Linked DNA regions of Danio rerio: all the other regions are linked to region 2. The links are chromatin contacts, called in public HiChIP or PLAC-seq maps. All regions are on one chromosome and are shown on one strand. The core of a region is the stretch at or near the end of the contact, and the rest is flanking DNA. Distances in the headings are between cores, read along the strand shown.

Evidence for each region. HiChIP or PLAC-seq counts read pairs in DNA pulled down with a chosen protein or histone mark.
Region 1: a contact with region 2 is called in an H3K4me3 HiChIP or PLAC-seq map of gastrula embryo, with 3 times the contacts expected there. The contact joins the promoter of cd99l2 here to the promoter of si:ch73-211e3.1 in region 2. A contact is called at or near these places in 2 of 4 datasets of contacts at active chromatin or transcription factors (embryo and gastrula embryo).
Region 3: a contact with region 2 is called in an H3K4me3 HiChIP or PLAC-seq map of gastrula embryo, with 3 times the contacts expected there. The contact joins the promoter of mtmr1a here to the promoter of si:ch73-211e3.1 in region 2. A contact is called at or near these places in 1 of 18 Hi-C or Micro-C datasets (an unstated tissue) and 1 of 4 datasets of contacts at active chromatin or transcription factors (gastrula embryo).

Annotation. Positions count from the first base shown.
Region 1 is chr7:25,921,379-25,924,078 of GRCz12tu, reverse strand. cd99l2 (CD99 molecule-like 2) reads left to right here and starts at 1,408. Exons shown (of 10, transcript NM_194369.2): 1 at 1,408-1,789. The coding sequence starts at 1,729.
Region 2 is chr7:25,726,771-25,729,470 of GRCz12tu, reverse strand. si:ch73-211e3.1 reads right to left here and starts at 1,385. Exons shown (of 6, transcript XR_012383292.1): 1 at 1,051-1,385.
Region 3 is chr7:25,884,465-25,887,164 of GRCz12tu, reverse strand. It overlaps mtmr1a (myotubularin related protein 1a), which reads right to left and starts at 1,437. Exons shown (of 16, transcript NM_001020721.1): 1 at 1,200-1,437; 2 at 469-574. The coding sequence starts at 1,327.

The DNA of each region.
Region 1 (2,700 bases), core at 159-2,658, 190 kb before region 2:
AGGATTAGATTCAATTGTTAGTAGAATGTTAAGAGTATATTGTTAGGCATTTATTTGGGCACAGTGCAATAAAGCGCCTGAATGAACATTTATATTATACATGGTAACACTTTTCAATAGTTTCAGTAATTAATGTTAGCTATTGTATTTACTAACATGAACAAAGTTTCTCCAGAGTTAAACAGAGTTTATCCAACTTATGTTAACATTAGTTAATAAAAGTTGTTCATTGTTAGTTAACTAATGTCAACAAGCATACCCTTTAATAATTTTAATAATGCATAGTAAATGTTAAACTGATTAGTGATAGCTGTGAAATATTTTTCCATAGTTCATGTTATTACATTAACTAATATTAACTTATCGTAAAGTCTGCCCTTAATTAGTTCCATGTTAGCAAAAACAGTATGTGCTTGAGTTATTCTTTATATGAAAGTACACAAATTGTTAACAAACATTTAGAATCTAAAAAAATCTCAAAAACACACGTCGAATATGTACCATAAACATCAATTTCTGTTTTGCCGCTAAGCATAATTAGAACATATTGAAATTATGCTGTGTTAACACATTTGTTTTGGGACGTACTTAATACGTTTGTCATATTTAGATTTTATTGTAGTATGTCCTAACAACATGATCGGATTACGCTTAGAGGCAAAACAGAAATTGATGTTTATGCTACATATTTCATGTGTGTATTACATGTAGGATATCTAACAAGACTTTGGGATTCTAAATGTTTGTTAGCAATTAACAATTAGGTTGTTAACAGACCTTTTTGTCTAGTTTGACGTTATATTGTTGGTTTACTCACTGCTTCGCTGAGTAGTTTTAATTATGTATATATTTTTAAACACAAAGGATTTCTGTGTGCTTAAAACATTTTGGTAATAATTTGGAATAATGTTTCTTTTGTTAATGTTAGTTCAAAGAGCAATACAATTGTTTTTGTATTTCACAATCTTATAACCTTCTTAAGAAAGTTAACTTTGGTTATGTTAGCTCAAGTCTGTAAACCATGATTGACAAATATAACTTTCCATGTGAAAGTATACACTATAAGAGGTGGTTTAACTGATTTACTTACCAATCTTGTTAGATTACCACATCCTTTTTTCAAAATTGTTTTGTAAATAATTACCAATTCCGAATAAACTGCTAGAGCACATAAACCCGAGATGTGCCAAAACATATCAATTATTAACAGAAGTCAATTGTGCGAGTCACTTAATTATTCAGAGACGCACAATTATCCTAATTCAGTCATTCTGAGTGAATGGCCAAATGCACGAGAGGAGGTCATCTTATCTGCTCGAGCAGCAGTTCTTCACCAGCACTGTAAACACGCTCTTATCGCGCCCATATTCTACATCCAGCTGGTCGCAAAGTCCATTAGCGAGTTCACATAACTGTTATTTATTTGTAGGGGAGCAAGTAACACTGGAAGGCTCGTCTGTTTATAAAAAGCTGTGTTACAGCGTGCTAAAAAGCTGAGCTGAATGAGGAACCGCCCTAAAGCCGGTCTTGTAACGTGATCTAACACGCGGCTGTGAATCCAGCGCTGCTCATTCGCACTGCAGATCGTCTCGCAGGCTTTTTCGGCTCGACTAGTAACTGCGACCCTTAAAACTCCCGTTAGGCCCCAAGGACAAATAGCCATAAATACATCATCTGCTGCCAATATTTAATATCGCAGCAACCCAGTTGCCATTTCGGAGTTTTAACATGGAGAAGACGCTCTGGACATGGACGCTTCTAGCGGTCTTTTCTCTGCTGGTAGTGAAAGGTAAGCGCTGCGCCCCTCTTTGTTGAACCCGGTGCCATGCCTACTTCATCATTTTTATCGACACCATGGGCAAGCATTGATTTAAGGCATTTAAATGGCATTTTTCTTCTTTAATGTGAAGCGCTGGGTGCGTGAATGCCATAAATCACCGTCTCCGAGTTGCGTTTTAACATCTGTCTGGCTCTCGATCATCTGTCTGGGTCTAGCCATTGCTCCGGCGATGTGCTTAACATGCTGAGGCTCAACAAATGACAATCTCATTTTTACCAAAAATAAAACTCCTTCGTTTTTAATACGTTGTGGTTTATTGCACCTCAAGTCGATTTGAATATGTGCGTTATTCGCATATTAATAAGGAAGGGAAGGATTTTTTTGTTCTTGACTGTTGAATATTAAAAAGTGCATCGCTAATTTTAATCCCCAGTATGTCATATTTGATTCCTCTTGCGCAGAGATGTACGTTATTTAAGATTAATTAGATATTGCTGATTTTATAATCCTGCTAAACAACAATCTTTTATTGTTTGCCGTATTCAACAAATAATTAACATCGTTGTGAATTTTAGCTTATGAATTTAGCTTATAGTCATACTTTGCAATAGCTTTACAGTGTATGTTTCGAACCCCTCGTTTACTATGAAGATAAATCTTCATTGACAATTTTGTGGAGACGTTCATCCAAGTAAAAATAAATGAATTAATAACCAGTAGTGCGTAAAATATATGTTCAGAGAACAATGTCGACTCAACTCCACAGTCCAGTCTCTTCATCTTTTCACGGTACAGGTAGGTTGGGAGGCTTGGAGGAAGAGCGCATGCGCATACGAAGCCACAATGCGTCCAGGTACAGCATAGGAGTTAGGAATTTTTTGGAGACTGCGGAAGATAGGAAGATACCATCATTTATGATG
Region 2 (2,700 bases), core at 136-2,635:
ATGATTTACACAGCGCCCGCACCCGCAGCCCCGGAGCCGCGCTCTCCTCCGAGTCCCCCAGTTTTCAGTCTTTTGTTAGCGAGCGCAGCCCCGCTGAGGGTCTGATAAATGCCATTTCATTCCAACAAGCAGACCACATGCTGCTTTAGCAGTGTGAGTCTTCTACCTCTCTGACTCTGCGTTGCCTTTAGTCGTATGTATGAAAACAAAGGGCTTTGCCAATCGGCAAGTCGCACATGCATCGATAAAGCAAGGCACCCGTTTAAATGACTGAGCTGATAGGATATACAATCTCTGAACCTGCTATTCTCTAGTTTGTCAAAGCAATCTGCTAGTGTTAAGGTAAGCCTTTCAGCAAAAATCACAAAGAAAGTATACCATAATAATCACAATAATCTAGAAGTAGCCTACTTATTCCAATAGAGCCTATTCAATTCGCCACCGGTAATTCCTCTATTAGCCACTATACCATTAGTGACTAATAACCCCTCAGCTGATAATAGAAATAAACTGCACGCTTAGTTCATTAGGGATCTATGATGCAAGTAGCGACTATTCATTGGGGAGTTATTAGTAAAACTGAATCGTTACTAGCAGGCTCATTAGAAAGACAGGTTACCTCCTGTATAACTCAGCTGCCACCATCTCATTTCAGATGCAATGACTAGTCGGAAAGGTCACAATAAAATAAAAACGACAAGCAAAAATATGAATTGTGTGGTAAATGCAACTTGCTCAGAATGTGCGCGTAAACGAGTCGGACAGAGCCAGTTAATCTTTGATGCAGCCCTCGAGCTTGTCATCTAATCTCTGTCTGCCTTATCTAACGCACACAATAGCCTGGGATTTCTCTACTCAAGTTTCCAAACTTCACAGTGGACCTCGAGCGTAAGAGCAGGGGTGTTACAGTTTAAAAGCAACCCAATGCGTAAAAACAGGCCAGCGTGGAGATGCGTACGAGGCGCGCGCACTGACAAAGTGCAACACATAAGCTGTAAAAGCTGAACATCGATTCAAAGCAATCCAATAATATGAAACTCGTAAACTCACTAATGGGTCCATGCGAGGTGATTCTAGCCGCTGGGAGACCAGAAGCATCTTGGAGTGCGGGTAAACCACGTAGCCACTGTTAAATCCACTTTGTTTCAGTATGTGTAAACTGTCTTACAAAGAAAAGCCTGATATGGGAGTGTAATAGAATGTGGTTAATTGAAGTCTGGAAATGCTGCTTATCGCCCAGTCTCGTGCGCGATAAAGCAACGTGGAATGATGAGAAGCGCGTCCGAACGCGGGCTAATCTGACATTCCGCTCAAGCGTCAGTCAGGTTGATTCTCTTGAACAGGGACTAATAACACAAACGTCTGTATCAGCTCTCGCTCTACACGGCCACTTACGATCAGAGAGCTCTGTATCTTCCTGACTGCTGGGCGGAGTCAAGCCGGCCATAGGACGCGGTGTCACGGAGGAGGAGACGCAGATGTTCCGCTCCGCTCGCCGTCTGCGCTTAAAGGGACATCGCTTCACTTCCCTCCACAGCGACTCCGGTTGGCGACTGTGTGTGTGTGTGTGCTCTAGTTTACACGAGCACGGGCTTTTCACAGTAGTGCTGCTGGGGATTTTGATTCACCCCTGTGACTAGAAGCTTTTAAATCTCTTCAGCAGCGTGTGTTTTCCTTTTTTTTCTTTTGCGTGTGAGTTACTGAACAATTCACACTATTCCGAACCAACAACAAAAAATGTAAAGGCACATTTAAAAAGAAGAATCATTTAAGGGGACACTAAAAGACTGTAATTATAAAGTTTATAATCATTGTAATCAGGGATTGAAATGTATTTTAAAATAAAATACGAAATACCTCAGTTTTACATGTTTAAAAATGAACTTCAAAATACAGCAGCCACACATGTATCAAAATAAAAAATATTGTATTTTGAAAATACTATAAAATACTTTTACAAGGGAGCATGACATTTCTTCACCTGCTTTCTATCAATAGACCTATTGGATCAATCCCTTCATCATTAAACTGACTTTGACAGAGTTAAACAGTGTTTGACAGCAACAGTGCTTCTCTCTAAACAAGTTTAAGTCAGCTTCTCTGCCAACTTATTCACCTCTAGTCCTGTACATGAGGAGGTATTCATAAAAATGTAACTTCTGTTTCTCTTTGATTTTAGTATAGATTTTTATGCACATTTCATATACAGAAAGTCCTGTCTTGAAGATGATCTCTTTAATCAATGTAAAAAAAAAACGTTTAATGCAGATAATAAGTTGGTAGGACTATATCTCTTGATTGTGAAAAGTTGCCTCTAAAAAAAGTTGTATTTTTCAAAAATGTTTAATTCAAATCTCTACTCACTGTAAAATCACAATTTCTGAAAACCACTAAAATCTCCAGTTTAAGTAATTTCCAAAAATCATGTTTTTTTTTTTTTGCAATTGTACTCTTCAATACACAATATAAAACATGGTAACTCAAAAACAAAATTTAGCTATCTGTTTTTGCTGAGTTTTTGACCAGTCTATAGACTGGAATATTATGAAATATGTTTGTCTCATACTGAAAAACTATGTCAAAGTTTGTAATTAACTATAAAGAGCACCTGCAGATCAGCTACTAACATTTGAAATAGCTAATGAAGTTTTGTATGTATCACCACTGTAGGACTTTTTGTTGTTTGACTTATTTTGAGTT
Region 3 (2,700 bases), core at 188-2,687, 160 kb before region 2:
TAATACTTTCAAATGAAATTAATATTTATAATACTGTCCGCCTCCAATAATCCTCCTCAACTTGTTCCAAATGTCAAACACAAAAAGATGTTATTTAAAGATGATATTTTGAAAAATGTCGAAAACAGGTAACCATTGACTTCCATAGTATTTGTTTTTTCGACTATTAATGCCAATAGTTACCGGTTTACAACATTTCTCAAAACCTCTTATTTTGTGTTCAACAGAGGAAACTCTTAAAGGTTTCAAACAACTTCAGGGGAATAATCTGCGAGTACATTTCTTTATTTGTCTGTGAACTATTTAAGAACCAACTTACGGTCAGTTAGTTATTGACACAAAAACATGTTCAGAAATCCCCATTACACACTTGTATGGGTTTATCTTGATGTATTGATGACCAACTAACTATACATCACCCTATATTTATTCAATGGAGATCTGATGTAGGGTGCCAAATATGCTAACCTTAGATTCCCTGTGAATGGATTCTGAAGGGACTCCGCTGGTGATCTGGCTGGAGATAGTGGCTGCTATCAGCTGTTTACACCACTCCACATGAGACCCAGTAGGACTGAGTGAGAAAAGAAACACATCATCACACACTCACACAAATGTTTCGGTCAATGCATCTGCCATAATCTGTGATTACATCCAACTACATACTCAATACTGGCATGGCTGTCTGATGTGTGTTTCTGTGTGTGTGTGTGTGTTATGTACAGTGCTGACATCCTGTGGACTGAATATGACAGATGGCGATATGAGGTCAGGGAAATGTGTCACACACACACTCTGATCTTTCATTACCTAAAAGCACAACAACACATAGAAGTTATATCACTACTTCCATCCTTTCTGTTTAACTGATACTATCTTAATGTTTTACTTAAAGGCTCTTACACAAAAACAGATAATAACGGTAACCATCTTCATGAGGATGGGAGGATGTAACGTTACGTTATGCTGTTTAGGATGAACAGAAAGCATTTAGTTTTAATCTTAGAGAGAGCACGAATAAACTGTACTGTGCAGTATATAATGTACATAATAAAACAATATACATACAATACGTGTGTAATTTGTATATCACGACAGGGATGTCGACGGTATGGAGTGCGTGCACACCGAAAACAGCTTTATTAATGAAAAATTTCACATTATAATGATAAATGTGCGGATAAAACCAGCACACACACCTGTCTAATGAATCCACGCTGTCCTGTCGAGATGCAGGGTTTACTCCGAGGTTTCGCGGTTTTCTCGCGACAGGCGGGAGCACCGGACTCTCTGAACCCGACGGATGATGCTGCTGCTGCTTCTCCATTTATCAGCTTCCCGAGCTCCGTCTTGTAAGATGGGGATGTGTTTGAGCTTCTCTGGTGAAAGAGCCGAATGTGTGTGTGTTTAGGAAGTCATCTCTGTGCGCTGCAGTCTGCGGTTCTGTCTCTGCTTCCTGTTCTGCGCCGACAAATAGCGTTTCTCTTCTTTATTTATGTCAAGGAAGCGGCCATGACGAACCCCCCTCCCGCCATCACCCATATTCAGATCAGTGTGTAAGCTGTAACATATCGGTTCAAGCATGTGGAAAATTATAAAATACTTAATAAATAAATAAATGAAACAAAGTTTCACGGTTTCCATAAAAAATATTAAATGTTTTCGTACCAGTTTTAGCGCCGAAATAGCGCATATAGATTGGTGATTTTAATTAAATTAATTTAATCTTTATTTCTATATGCTTTTTAATATATAGATTGCGCCTAAGCAGCAACAAAGACGAAGAAAATAAATAAAAAACATTTTTTATATTGTGGAATATTCCAGCAAATCAGGCAGGAGAGTAGTGGCATTTGTGGTTTAATACAAATGTCACTGTTTAATTCAGTTCAGCTTCATTCAATTCAGTTTAACACAAATGTCACTATTTAGACTGGACTAATGGCAGCCAAAAATTAATCTTTGCATTAATATATAATTCTAATTTTTTACAGTATCTTAGGCCGACTCTTCACTTCATTAGCTATACTTGTACAAGATGGGCCAATATTGTGGCCATTAATAGACAGGACAGCAGCAAACAATACTTACTTAGGCTGTGGTGTTTTAATGATGCTCACTTGGAGCCAAAAATATCCCTCACACCACTGTACAACCACTATCATTTTAAACAGTTAATACAAGGCCGGTGCTCTTTTGATTTGTCCTACCTTGTCAGATTGTCCTGCCTTCCATTCAAAAAGTAGGTAGCACATTTTGGTGACACAATATGCCACCCATCAGATTTTGCAATCAGTGTAAATTTTAATGTGTATGACATGAAGCTGTAACATTGCCCTAACCTACCCTAACCCCAACCTCAGAACCATTAAAATGCAGTGTTGGTAGCATAATCTGATGGGTAGGATAAACTGTCAGGACACTGGATGTTTGCTTGCAAGACTCTTCAGACAAAGCAAAACCCTTTTTTCCAAATTTTGTTGAACCATTGTAAATTATTCCCTCAGTTTGCTGTTCTTACCTGACAAGAGTGACAAGGGTGTTTTTCTTCAGTTGCTGTAGCTCCTCTGCTAAAGGGAGTCGTCCAGACCAGTCTTACTCTGAAACCATAGTTAAGATACATTCATTTGTGTGGTACCATTTTGTCGAGCTAGCCTCCAATTCTTAGCATGCTTTGTTTTGGATTCTGAGAATAAACAC